2 separate regions of the Xenopus laevis genome follow, and region 2 is linked to region 1. The links are chromatin contacts, called in public Hi-C maps. All regions are on one chromosome and are shown on one strand. The core of a region is the stretch at or near the end of the contact, and the rest is flanking DNA. Distances in the headings are between cores, read along the strand shown.

Evidence for each region. A called contact is a pair of places that touch in the nucleus more often than the background predicts.
Region 2: a Hi-C map of the XTC cell line shows a contact between it and region 1, with 2.1 times the contacts expected there. The contact joins two enhancer-like sites. A contact is called at or near these places in 2 of 4 Hi-C or Micro-C datasets (the XL177 cell line and the XTC cell line).

The regions. Positions count from the first base shown.
Region 1 is chr5L:72,583,372-72,590,565 of Xenopus_laevis_v10.1, reverse strand. No RefSeq gene overlaps it. Among protein-coding and RNA genes, the nearest start is that of arg1.L, 77 kb to the left of the region's middle. Within about 2 kb of position 3,300, at least 1 of the 7 cell types and tissues checked has an H3K27ac peak or open chromatin away from gene starts, as enhancers often do.
Region 2 is chr5L:72,676,492-72,683,685 of Xenopus_laevis_v10.1, reverse strand. It overlaps med23.L (mediator complex subunit 23 L homeolog), which reads left to right. Exons shown (of 29, transcript NM_001090215.1): 23 at 198-434; 24 at 533-698; 25 at 959-1,031; 26 at 2,253-2,467; 27 at 2,723-2,843; 28 at 4,643-4,774; 29 at 5,464-6,258. The coding sequence ends at 5,634. Among protein-coding and RNA genes, the nearest start is that of arg1.L, 16 kb to the right of the region's middle. Within about 2 kb of position 2,780, at least 1 of the 7 cell types and tissues checked has an H3K27ac peak or open chromatin away from gene starts, as enhancers often do.

The sequences.
Region 1 (7,194 bases), core at 2,051-4,550:
GCTTTATTTCTAATTGTGTGCAAGAATATTGACTGGTACAGTAGATGTCTGACAGCCCAAAAAAAGGGTAAAATAGAACAGTGTGGAAGATGGAATTATGTATTATCAAGTATGTATTATGTATTAAGTATGTTTTATTAAGTATGGAGAGCTCATTTACTAAGCAAGTGCATTGTGCAAAGTGCAAAAAAAGATGATTTAGAAAGGTTGTTTGAAGGGAATATGAAAAGTTTTTGCTGTTTTTTAGTAAGGGAGTTGATATGGGTAGTAAACAGTACTTCAGGCTAATGCAGATCCCCTATCTGATTAGAGACACAATCTAGAAGCCAACCCTACACAGTTTCAACTGACTATATAGTGAATAAAGTAACCCCTCTTGTAAATTATAAGGATATTATAAGTTACCGAGGAGTTTCATGTCCATATAAAAACACTGACTGTGTACACCCATAGTCAGTAGCTTAACTAGATATGGGGCCCTTATACTTCCTGGGCCCCCCTGCAGTCGCAGGGTCTGATTACTTTGTAGTTACGCCTCTGCTCGTAGTAATGTGCTCTCTTCCTGCACTTAATTAGCTAAACTAACTAGCTAAACTAACTAGCTAAAACTAACACCATAACGTAAGGTTAGTGTCACACATAGCATATCCTTCGCCAGTTTAAATACACCAGTAGTGAAAATGCCAATGCACAGCATCCTGTCAATGAAAAGGAGGCAGATTTTGATGTAAAAATGCAAGGTTTATATTTTTGTGCTGAAATATGCTTGATGAAATATGTGCACTGACAGCTGGATGCCATGCTAGGGTTGCCACATTTATATAAGTATTTTACCTGCAGGGGTGGGGCTATGAGGGGGCAGGGATGTGCAATAAAGGGGAAGGGTTGTCACAAAGGGGCAGAGTCATTGTGTCAAGGACTGAATCAATAGGTGATTTGGTAAGTAGGGCTGGTACCTTTGGGAGCTAGGAGGTGAGATTAGGGCAAATAAAATATCCCTTCCAACAAAAATTATATTAGTCATGTAAAGCCACTGACAAAGAACGTAAATGAAAAAGAGCATAAAAAGCAACAACAAACAGCACATAACTTGATTTCATTATTAATCTTCTCCTTTACAGGAATACAATAAGGGGCAGATTTACTAAGGGTCGAATTTCGAAGTACGAAAAAGTTTTTTCAACAAATTTGGCAATCCTGTGGTCAAATAAAAATCGTTCGATCAAATGATTAAATAGTTCGAAACTAACGATTCGAACGATTTTTAGCGATCGATCGAAGGATTTCTATTCGACCAAAAAAAACTGCTGTGGAAGGTCCCCATAGGCTAACATTGCACTTTGGTAGCTTTAATTTGGCGAAGTATGAAGTCGAAGTTTTTTTTAAAGAGACAGTACTTTGATTATCGAATGGTCGAATAGTCGAATGATTTTTACTTTGAATCATTCAAATCGAAGTCGAATGGTCGAATATAGCATATTCAAACTTTTTGAAATTCGAACCATCACTCAAGCTTAGTAAATCTGCCCCTAAGTGTATAGTTAAAGAGACACGCCAAGTGAAAAAAGTATGTATAATAGGAAATAATTTGGAGTCTGGGTAAAGGTCACCTCAGTTTTTCTCAGCATAACAATAGCACATACTACAGCAGAGGCAGCATTCACACAATCATATAGTAAATATTATGTTTGTGATCTAATATTTAATTGTGCACTTGTTTGAATATATTGTTTGTTGTGTTTATATGGACCTACCAGCAGCTGTCTGATTTTTTCAATGACTGAATTATTCTATGAGCTTGTTTGTAGGTCAGATTAATGATTCATGGGCATAGGCTAATAAAGCTAATATCTAATATCCACTGAGTATTCAGTAACCCAAAACAGAACACCTTTACTTCCTGCTTAATTAGGCCAATTACATTGCAATCCTTCTAATTATTAGCAGCTTTTATTTGTGTAGATAATCTATAAGTACAACAAGATAAAATTCAGTTATGACATCAAAGGGATGGTTTTTTGAAAAAGGGAAAACAGAGAAGAAAGTCACAGTGCACAGAGCATAGGCTTTTTTTCTGTATAGTCATTAATGAGGATTTTGCCTTAGTCTGTATCTTTAACAAAGGGTGCATACAGCTTTGCCATGGTAACCACTGTCTGACTAGAAAAGGACAGAAAAAATATCTGCATGAGATATGGGGAAATTGCTCTCAACTAAAAGAGTTGATAGTTAATCCTGTGCTTTAAAATGACACAACAAAATCAAAAAATCAGCCATCCATATTAACAAATGATGTTGCATAAGAAAAGCTAGACATGTGGATTGTAGTTATTGATAATAGAGAGCTGGATTTTCTCTCAGATATTCTCAACTGTTTGCCAGAAATGCAGAGCAAGTTGTATAGGATTCACTGTTCTCTCTGCTGCATGAGGAGAAATAATAAAGCTACACTGTGCACAATGTATTATGTTTGTCTAATCCACTGTAGGTTTGATAATACTAGTACAAGCATATTTTTTGGCAGCAAGTTCATCCTTTTCAGGAGTGTTGACACAAATAGGAGATATAGGCAACATATAAATAGGCCCCTTAGTATACCTGATTTTATCATTTTTTTACAAAAAGGCAGCCCAGGTCTGTCTCATAGCAAAAAACAAAAACAAAATAGGTCCATTTTAGGCTGAATACATATCAGGATATCTAAACATTGGTTTTAAATATTTAATATTTGCTTTCTTAAAGGAGAACTAAACCCTAAAAATGAATATGACTAAAAATGCTATATTTTATATACACAACTCATTACACCAGCCTAAAGTTTCAGCTTCTCAATAGCAGCAATGATCCAGGACTTCAAACTTGTCACAGGGGTCACCACCTTGGAAAGTGTCTGCGACACTCACATGCTCGGTGGGCTCTGAGCAGCTGTTGAGAAACTAAGCTTAAGGTTCATCACAAATTGAGGTTTGTCTGTAAAAAGTTTTGTCTGTAAAATAAGCTGATGCTATGGGGCAGAATATTAAATACTGATGCTAGTTGCACTAGTTTCTGTGCTGCCATGTAATAATTTTCTGCAGAGTCGGGCCTGGCCAGCCGGGCACCCTAGGCAGTCCAGCAGGAGCGCTCGCCCCAAATCCCTGTCTCATTTGTGTGCACATGAGCGGCATCATCGCTCACGTGCGCATGCGCGACATCATCGCTTGTTTGCACATGCGCGGCATCAGCCATTGTGTGCACATGCGTGGCACCAGCGCTCGTGTGCACATGTGTGCCAACAGCTTTCACGCACGCATGCATGGAAGGGCCATTCCCAGGCACAAGTCTAGTGCCAGGTCTGATCTAGGAGTAGGCAGAAGGGGTAGCTGCCTAGTGCCCCCAATCGTTGCACCCTAGACAGCTGCCTCTTCTGCCTACCCCTAGTTACGGCCCTGATTTTCTGTATAAATTACTAATCAGCTGTATTCTGTGACATTTATATTCTATGTGTACTGTATATTTGGAGTCTGTCCCTAAGCTAAGTGAGAGCAGCACGGAGCATGTGCAGTGAATCAGCAGAAAAAAAGATGGGGAGCTACAGGGGCATCTTATCAGATCTTCCCTGATAAATGGCTGTGTTTGCCTTGGTCTGGTACAGAAGCAAAAAAAAGTGCAAAATTTCTAGCCTACTTCTTCAGTTAGGCTTTAGTTCTCTTGTAAAGGGAGGGTATCTCAAGGGAGGGTATCTCATGTGTTTTGTTACATGCAATTTTTTTGTCACACAAGATTTTTTCCATTGTTTATATAATTGGAGAAAACCTGTATTAAAAGTCAACATATGCTGTTGAATAGAATATACATTTTCTCAATGGTTGCATGGCACTGCAGTGGGATTTGTGGGTTAGGTATGTATACATGAGCAACTGGCAGAGATATGAAGGAGTGGGCCTGAATAGAAAGATAAGTAATAAAAAGTAGCAATAACAATACATTTGTAGCCTTACAGAGTATTTGTTTTTTTAGATGGGGTCAGTGACCCCTATTTGAAAGCTGGAAGAGTCAGAAGAAGAAGTCAAATAATTACAAAACTATAACAAATAAAAAATGAAGACCAAATGAAAAGTTGTGTAGATTTGGCTATTCTATAACATACTAAAAGTTAACTTTTTGATGGCAACAGCAACATCAGGTGCAACATACATCAACAGGCCTTGTCTACAACCAAGGGCGATTCTTGCCATTATGCCACCTGAGGCAGCCTTCTTTTGCCACCCCCACCCCTCCCCACGGCACTCACCTTTACAGTGCCGGAGAGGACAGGGGCGGTCCACGTCGCTTAGTGCAGAGAGCGCAATTGCGCTCTCTGCACTAGAAGAGCTGAATTTCCGGGTTGAAAACCGGAAAAGTTATCAGGAGGGTCCCAGGAGCGGCATTTTTGCTGCCCCAGGCAACCTGGGGTGCGCTGCAGCCTGAAGCGAGTGGCCCAACTCACCTCATTGGTGGAGCGCCTCTGTCTACAACATGGGTCCACATGTGGGTGTTGCTACTGATAGGTTGCTATTGGTGACTTGACCTACTGCGAACATTGCACCTTTTATGACATCATACAATCCTATTAATATTTTATGAAAATCCTGAAATTATGTGACATTTTAAAATTTAAAGCCCAGTCACAATTTCCTGCCTGCTGCGTACCTCCTCCTGAACCTGCAGATTTCAGCCATCAGGGTTGTGGAGGCCCACAGACCCTGGCCAGCAAGGAGATAAAAATGCAGCAGTCCTGGACCAAGGGGGTTCTTGAGGCACATGGGGTTTTCCCAGTGCCACAGTCTGACCCTGGATGTGCTAATATGTTATGCTTTGTATATGAATGTCAAGGATCAGTGGTGGAAATAACAGAACAAATATGATTTTACATAATCCCAACCCAATTCTTTCAATATTGTGTAGTTTATTCAAAGTACTTGTAGTAAGTGTAGCCATCTAAATATAGCATAAGGGCTCATTAAACCAATATTTATTGCATCATTCCACATTACTAAAATTGCCTTTAGCATTTATTACAATTTTTTCTTTGCAATTAAAAATGCAATTTTTAAAATTTATTTTTAAATATCATCTCTTTTTTTTCTTAAAGGACTGCTATCGTGGTATTTGTTAATGCAGCACCTACAAATAAAATATATTTTTACAAAAATCACCTATTGATGGTTTTAATTCTATTATTCTATAAAGAGCCATGACTGGCATTTGACCCTTATTATCTTCTTGTGGTGCGCAAGAATTAAGACCATTATATTCTACAGGGCTTAGCTGTTACTTGTTTTAAAAACACCTTGTCCCCATTGTCTTATTCCAAAAAAGAAGACTGATGGGATCTTTAGTCTGAATGTCTTGTGCTGTTGAATATGAATACACTATATAAATTATAAGGAAAATAATAATACTTATGCTATTGAATCGCACCCTTACTACTAATGCACAACCAGAGAGAGCTTCATTACCTTTTCCATGTTATCGATGTAACACCATCTAGATATACAGTTCCATAGACAGTTATATATTTTGCAACATGTTTACACCTCTTATACTCAGCCACAACACATGTTCATTGATTTTTCATAAATGTATAGATCTGGAATGCTATAATTTCTGGGATCAAAGCTTTGTTTTGCATTTTATTGATGTATTGCAGGGCCTTCCCTTACATTGCATCAACAGTCTGAGCCACCAGTGTAGAAAATAGAACGGGACAGACAAACATGGCTGTCAATAAGAATAAATATACAAATAACTTAAAATTAAAAACCATAGAAAATTTGTAATGAATGTATAGTGCAAAGTTGCTCAGAATTATGTTTTTATTTATTAGGCAAATTTTTATTATGGTTTTGACTTGCCCTTTAAGGGAAGTATATATTTCAATGTTTTTAAAACTAAGCACAAAAGTAAGAATGCATAATTAATTATTTGCATAGTGCACCTATTATTGAATACTGTATTTGAGATTACATATGAATTGGATTTGATATATTATGTTTACCTTATCAGATGCATTCTACTTAGTAGAAGTAGTGATAGCAAGTCAGATTATTCTGGTTTATTTTGAAACATAGTAACATAGTAACATAGTAAGTAAGGTTGAAAAAAGACACATGTCCATCGAGTTCAACCTTTTTTTTTTTTTTTTTTTTTTTTTTTTATTAACTACCTATCTGCCAGTTGATTCAGAGGAAGGCAAAAAACCCATCTGAAGCCTCTCCAATTTGCCTTAGAGGGATCAACTTGGACTATGAGCTATTTCCCATAACCCTGTATTCCCTTACTTGCTAAAATGCCATCCAACCCCTTCTTAAAGCTATCTAATGTATCAGCCTGTACAACTGATTCAGGGAGAGAATTCCACATCTTCACAGCTCTCACTGTAAAAAACCGCTTCCGAATATTTGGGCGGAACCTCTTTTCTTCTAATTGGAATGGGTGACCTCGTGTCAGCTGGAAAGACCTACTGGTAAATAAAGCATTAGAGAGATTATTATATGATCCCCTTATATATTTATACATAGTCATCATATCACCCCTTAAGCGCCTCTTCTCCAGCGTGAACATCTCCAATTTGGCCAGTCTTTCCTCATATCTAAGATTTTCAATACCTTTTACCAGCTTAGTTGCCCTTCTCTGTACCCTCTCTAATACAATAATGTCCTGTTTGAGTGATGGAGACCAAAACTGTACGGCATATTCTAGATGGGGCCTTACAAGTGCTCTATACAGTGGAAGAATGACCCCCTCCTCCCTTGAGTCTATGCCCCTTTTAATACAGCTCAAGACCTTATTTGCCCTTGATGCTGTGGACTGGCATTGCTTGCTACAGCCAAGTTTATCATCTACAAGGACTCCAAGGTCCTTTTCCATAATGGATTTGCCTAGTGCAGTCCCATTAAGGGTATAAGTGGCTTGGATATTTTTACATCCCAGGTGCATGACTTTACATTTATCAACATTGAATCTCATTTGCCACTTAGCTGCCCAGATTGCCAGTTTGTCAAGATCATGTTGCAAGGATGCCACATCCTGGATGGAATTAATTGGGCTGGATAATTTTGTGTCATCTGCAAACACTGATACATTACTTACAACACCCTCCCCTAAGTCATTAATGAACAAGTTAAATAAAAGTGGACCCAATACTGAGCCCTGGGGACCCCACTAAGAACC
Region 2 (7,194 bases), core at 1,531-4,030, 94 kb before region 1:
TGCCATCATAAAGCAGAGGTTCTCACATCTTATGGACCACTCTCTCTGCAAATAGTGGCTGTGGAGGATGGTTGAGAGCTGACATGATAACACAGATAGACAAGCAGATCTGTCTAACCCAGTACCATTTATTATTTCCCTGCCAAAGGATTAGCTCATGCCATCATAATAACTAACCACTTTTTGTTTTTTAATAGATCGCCCGGTGACCTACTTATACAATACACTTCACTACTACGAGATGCAGCTTAGGGACCGGACAAACCTAAAGCGGAAGCTTGTTCATGCTATCATTGGCTCTCTCAAGGATAACAGGCCCCAGGGGTGGTGCTTGAGTGACACATACCTGAAGTTTGGTATGAATCCCAGAGACGACAACCCTTGGATCCCTGATGATACTTATTATTGCAAGCTGATTGGCCGACTGGTTGACAATATCCTTTCTTTCTGTATAGATGTAGGAATTAAAGTGTCATGTATTGTAAACATAATGTCCCAATATAAAATGAAAATATTCCTCAATTATAACTACCTATGGCTGGCAAATCTCCCGGGCCCTTTCCAAATTGTGACTGGAGGTTCAACGAGTTTCCCAATCCAGCTGCGCATGCTCTTCATGTTACCTGTGTGGAATTGATGGCATTAGCTGTTCCAGGGAAAGATGTGGGCAACGCTCTTCTTAATGTTGTCCTAAAGAGGTTTGCAAGTTTTTTTTTTTGTTTTTTTTTTTTACCAGATTGACAGCCGTTCTGCCTTATTTGTGACATACTGTCAAATACCAATTCAAATCTGTCCATTATGGGATAGTGCACCATAATAACTTAGTAATTGCATTTTTTTTTTTTTTTACATATAAACACTATAAATCATTTTGCAGTAGATATTAACTGTTTGTCCTGAAAATTGGAATTTTTTCCAAGTTTTGTTATAATTTACTTTAATTTCTCCCACTTAACAGCCAGCCACTGGTGCCAAGAGAGAATATCACTGCTTGGATGAATGCGATTGGACTCATCATTACTGCTCTTCCAGTGAGTCATCGACATTTAAACTATATAATCCATATTGGTGCCTCCTAGAATTTGACTTGAATTTGAATGTATATATTTTTAGCTGCTTAATAAGAAATTGTAGAAAAAGAAACCATTCAAAGATTGCCACTGTACTTTTTTGTTTTGTTTTATGGGAACAAAAGTTAATATTTGTTTTCATATTATTCTAAAATCCCTTCTATGAAGATGCTACTGCGCAGCTTGCAGTTAAAGGTGCCCTCGTGTACTTGGTGTTTTGTAATCCTCTTGCATAAGAAAAGGGCACTACAGCCTCGTGCCTAAGGGAAGTTGGATGGCTTTACTGGGAGGAGTTACCAACCACATATTGGTGAAGAATAGACTTCTTTACATTTAACATTAGCTGGCATTGTTCTATGCCTTATCCAATATCATGTCGGCTTTCATATAATGTCAAAATGAAGCTTATCTCTGTCAGCTAAAATACTCTAGTAATTACACTAGGTTAATAACTGACACGCTAAGGGCATGTTACATTTTAGAATCTACAAAATGTTGTTTAAAAGGCCCATGATCGATACATTTAATTTCCGTTTCTTGCTTTAAAGGAACAGTAACAAAAAAGTGATTTAAAGTAATACAAATATAGTGCTGTGTTGCCCTGCACTGATAAAACTGCTGTATGTGCTTTAGAAACACTACTATTGTTTATATAAATAAGCTTCTGTGTAGCCATGGGGCAGCCATTCAATGGAGAAAAGGATCAAGTTACACAGCAGATAATCTCTGTAGAACATTATGGTGTTATGCAATAGTGTTTCTGAAGCAACCAGATCAGTTTTACCAGTGCAGGGCAACAGTAAATTGTTTTCATTTCTTTAAAACACTTTAATTTTTAGGTATTACTGTTCCTTTAAAATCGAAATCATTCGCTGCAAAATTGCTGTTGACACTAGAAGTCGTGCTGCATTTGCTGTAAGCAGTGATGTGGAAACATTGGAAGCCATTACTGTAATTAAAGGATATTTTCTGCTTTTCTCAAAACATCCTGCATTAATTTTCCACTCCCTAATCTCATATAGAAAATCTGAATTGGTACAAAATGTACATGCTGCCAATAACAGGAATGGTGGATTTGGTAAAAATACAGTTTAGAATCCATAATTCTATAAAGGTTTTATTTTTTTTTTTTTGAATGTCTACACATATTCAATTGTAAGACTTCTACCCCCTTCTTTGCAGGAACCATACTGGATAGTTCTTCATGACCGGATTGTAAATATCCTCAACAGCCCTAGCTTAACATCTGAGACAGAATGGGTTGGTTATCCTTTCCAGCTTTTTGATTTTACAGCTTGTCACAAGGCTTACTCTGAAATGAGCTGTAGTTACACCCTCGCTTTGGCCCATGCAGTATGGCATCATTCCAGCATTGGACAGCTGTCACTCATCCCAAAGTATGTATAGCACTTACACTTCTTAGATGTTGCGTTTTATTGATTGTATTATTGTAAAATGTTCTGGACCAGATAATCAATATTACACATTTGTATTGTACTGCCATGGTTATCAGATTTGAACAGCAACTTGAAAAGAAAAAAAAAAAGTTTGCCTTTCTTAATAACCAGTGTGATCTACAGATTTATACTTGGTCGTGTGACATGTTTGGTTTCAGTAGAATGTTTAGTTACTGTCAACCTGCTTGTTTGCAGATTTCTTCCTGAAGTGCTTATACCCATTGTGAAAACGGAGTACCAGTTACTTTATGTCTATCATCTTATTGGTCCCTTTCTGCAACGCTTCCAGCAAGAACGCACAAGATGCATGATTGAGGTAAAAAAAGGGCTTAAAAGGAGCAGTCTGACTGGTTATGCTGCTTTCATTAATCCCCTGAGAGTGGATTAAAGCACAGAATGTGGGTTTAGGCTAGCCCAACCTGTTTTGAAGCAGTCAGTGTCCGGTTATACATCTGCTGTTTTGTCTTGTTGCTGACTTACATGTGCACCTTAAAGGAGAAGGAAAGCTACAGAGGCATTTTATTGCCAATAGATTAGCCACAATAGTGCAAGCTAGAATGCTATATTTATTCTGTAGAATATTTTACCATACCTAAATAAAAAGCTCTAGAAACTCTCTGTTTGTTTAGAATAGGAGCTGCAGTATTAATGTGGTGTGACATCACTTCCTGCCCGAGTCTCTCCCTGCTCTGGGCTCAGATTACAGTAGAGAAGGGAGGGGTGGGGGGAGAGGAGCAAACTGAGCATGCTCTTGCCCAGGGCAATGAGGTTTAAGCTATGCCAAAGCATACATTAAAAATCTTGTCCCTAATCCCACTAACATTAAATTCTTTTTATTTTTGTTCATTGTCCTCTTACTCCCACAAACAAACATACACAGAGCTATAAGTAAAAACAGAGAAACCCGTTGCGCACGTAAATGAGTTGAATGATGATGATAATAGTAGATGGGTGCACAATATGGGACCTGTTCTCCAAAAATGCGTGGGATCTGGGTTTTGCCAGATAGGGGTCTTTCTGTAAATTGGATCTCCATGCCTTAAGTCTATTAAAAAAAAAATTGAAATATTATTACATAAACCCTATAGGATTGTTTTGTCTCCAATAAGGATTCATTGTTTGGATCATGTACAGGGTACAGTTTTATTATTATAGAAAATAAGAGAGTTTCTGCTTCTTTGGAAAACCAGCAAGCTGAGCAGTTGATCTTTGGTACCAGTGTATTTAAAACATAATAGAAGATCTTCTCAATACAGGAATGGGATCTGTTATCCAGAAACCCTGTATACAGAAAGCCGGCTCCCATAGACTCCATTTATCCAAATAATCTGTTTAAAAAAAAAAAAAATGGTTTCCTTTTTCTCTATTATAACAGTACATTTTCCTTATCCAAACTAAGATATACTTAATCCTTAATGGAAGCAAAGCCAGCATATTGGATTTATTTAATGTTTAAAGGATTTCCTAGTAGACTTAAGGTATGAAGATCCAATTTTCGGAAAGATCCGTTATACGGAAGTCACCAGGTCCCGAGCATTCTGGAAAAAATGCCCCATACCTGTATTATGTAGCTTGACCTGCCCGAAATTTTACTGAATTACCTTTTACAAAAGATGTTGTTTAATGAATTACCTCATTTATTTGGTTCGGGGAGCTCCTTCTGGGAGCAGGTTGCAGTACCCTGAGGTTACCATAGCCAGCAAAAAGCTGCTCCTGATAACGATCTGATAGCAAAAAGTTCAGTTTTTAAAAAAGAATTTTGGCTCTACTAGTGCAGAGAGATCAATTGTGGTGTGGCCACATCTTTTATCTTTTATCTTTTATTGTTGCTTTTTTTGGTATGTGCTCTCAGTATATTTAGGTAATCACATTTGCACCGCATTACTAATTTTGCTCAGGGATATAATTGGCAGCAAGGCAAGTAACACTGATTTCCAATCAAGCTGGAGAATGGCACTTGTCCTGCTTTAATATCAAATAAGTGTTGTTTTTTTAGCACTATTTAGCATCATTTCAATGCTTATATTTTATTAGAAAAAATTATTACATCATACAAGTCAGAAAAATGTTTTCTATTCCCTATGTTTACAATTTCTATTTGATATTTTTTCACAGATCGGCGTAGCATTCTATGAAATGCTTTTGAATGTAGATCAGTGCAGCACTCACCTAAGCTTTATGGATCCAGTCTGTGATTTCCTATACCACATGAAGTATATGTTTACTGGGGACAGTATAAAAGACCAGGTAAGTGATTATCCATTGTCTTTGCTCAGTGGTGCTGTGTTGGATATTTTTTTGGCAGCTTTCTGCAGTGCAAAAGTATTATCCAGGGCATGAACCAATATCTATGATAGGCAGCATTCGGCAAGAGAGAAAAGAGGTTTAAAAGTGATAAGACCATCATTTGTATGCGATTTATAGATCTGTGTTCTGCATGCACAGGGGCATTATAAAGTTGTATAAAAAGATGTGTTAAATGTCCTCTATAGTGCAGTAAACTAACTATGTATTACCCTGGGATAAAAGATAAATATGCTATTAATATGAATGTTCATAGAATTATCAGGCAAACATAAGAGATTCAAACTTGCATTTTTTAATGCCTCATACTTTTTTTTTTTTTTGTCATAAAATATTTTATGGAACTTTTATTTATCCATTATTACCAAGTGCACCTTAGTTTGCTAGAAGGTCTATATAGCTGTAGGCTGCAAAGCTCTGCCACCATACATTAAAGATTGCCCTGCATTATCTAGTTAGTATAGCAAACTGCGAGTATAGTATTTTGGACAAACATCCCTGACAGAAGTCTACAATTGCATCCGATAACAGTAATGTGGACATACCTATTTGCAACATCAAAATTGTTGTTCAACTGGGTTTATATATAATATATATGCATTTTAATTTTTTTTTTTTTTTTTAAATTTTAGGTAGAAAAGATCATCTGTAATCTAAGGCCTGCTTTAAAACTCCGGCTACGCCACATCACTCACATTAGCACAGAGTCGGCCGCTCCACCTCCCCCACCCATGAATAGCGGCTCTCCAGCTCCACAGCCCAACCAAGTACCCGTGAGTGTTCCTCTGACAGTCACTCAGTGAAAACAGACTCCAATTGTCCAGTCAATAGGCCGCACTTTTGAATCGATGGAGTTGTACTTTGTGGGCAGTTACAGATCAATCAGCAATTTTCTGTCCTCGTCGGACTAGATTATTTTTCTATTTCAATTGAATGTTATGTGGATAAATGAATCTGTGTACTACAGAGAACAGCTCACCTAATGGAAATACACATAATATTTAGTTACAGAAATAGTGAAGGAGCTCATGGTGTGAAAAGTGCAAAAGGACATACCCACGCTCTGCCTACAAAGCACTATCTTGGCACGGAACAGTGTTTGAATGTGTTTACTAGTTGTCTTTCACTCTGTTCCTGTAAAACTTTGACAGCTTTGTTGTTTTTCCTCCTTCCAGGGGAGGAGAGCTTAACATGAGTTGGCTTCTTTTTTTTTTTTTATAAAGTGAACTCTTAACATAACTGCTGTGTTTTGGAAATCCTCTTTTGTATATTTTGATCTCTTCTGCTTATGATTTAAAAGTATAGATATGAAGGCTGTACTAATTATGAAAAAAGTTTTTTTTTTTTTTTCTTTTTTAAATAAAGTTAACATCCAGGCTAACCTTGTGGTGGATGAAATGTTCACTATCCAGGTCTTAAAGCCCTTACACCACTGGTGCTTATTCATATATTGCCGTATGGGATCTGTTATGCAGAATTCTTGGGACTTGGGGATTTTGGTTATTTGGATCTCAATACAGTTGCTACTTAAAAATAATATAAGTTATACCCAATGTGTTTCCAGCCTCCAATAATAATTAATTATATCTTAGTTTGAATCAAGTACAATGTACTGTTTTATTATTACAGAGAAAGCATTTTTAAAAATTTGAGTTACATGATTATAGTGGAGTCTATTGGAATGGTCTACCGGTAATTTGAGCTAATTGCTTTGGTTTGGCTTTAAAGTATGGGTTTAGTTGTCCTGTAAATTCATATTGATAACCATGTTTATCAGCAACAATACTAGTTGTTCTTAAAACTACCCCATAGTTGGACCCACTTGCCTACATTTACCTAGACCCCTAAGTGTAAAAGCAAAAGTGTGTGCTTATTCAGAAAGTACTTCAGTCCATGGTGTGGCTGTACTTTGCACCTCATACAGATCTTTGCATCAACCCACCAGTGCTCCCTAACTCCGAAAATGACAGGGTGGGAAGTGGGGATGCCAAAAGGCTGCATATTATGAATAGAGTGCTGCCAAATGCAGGTAGTGCTGTTCACTTGGGGGGTGGGGGTGACTGTGTATGTTCTTTGCACCCCTGCCCTGCACATATTAAATGATTCCTTCTGTGATATACATTAGATATCCCTAATTTGCATAGAATTAAGACATTCAATTTACAGATTGGGTAGAGTGCCAACAAACTTGCCAGACATGAACATCTTGTCACTGGCCCTGGGGTTTTTGTCCAGCACACATTTGTGACCAAACTAGGCAAAGACTCCCTCATTAGGGAGCAGATTTATCAAGGGTCGAATTTCGAGTACATGGAAGTTAAAACTCCCATGAACTCAAAATTCGACTAAATTTTGTAAAAAAT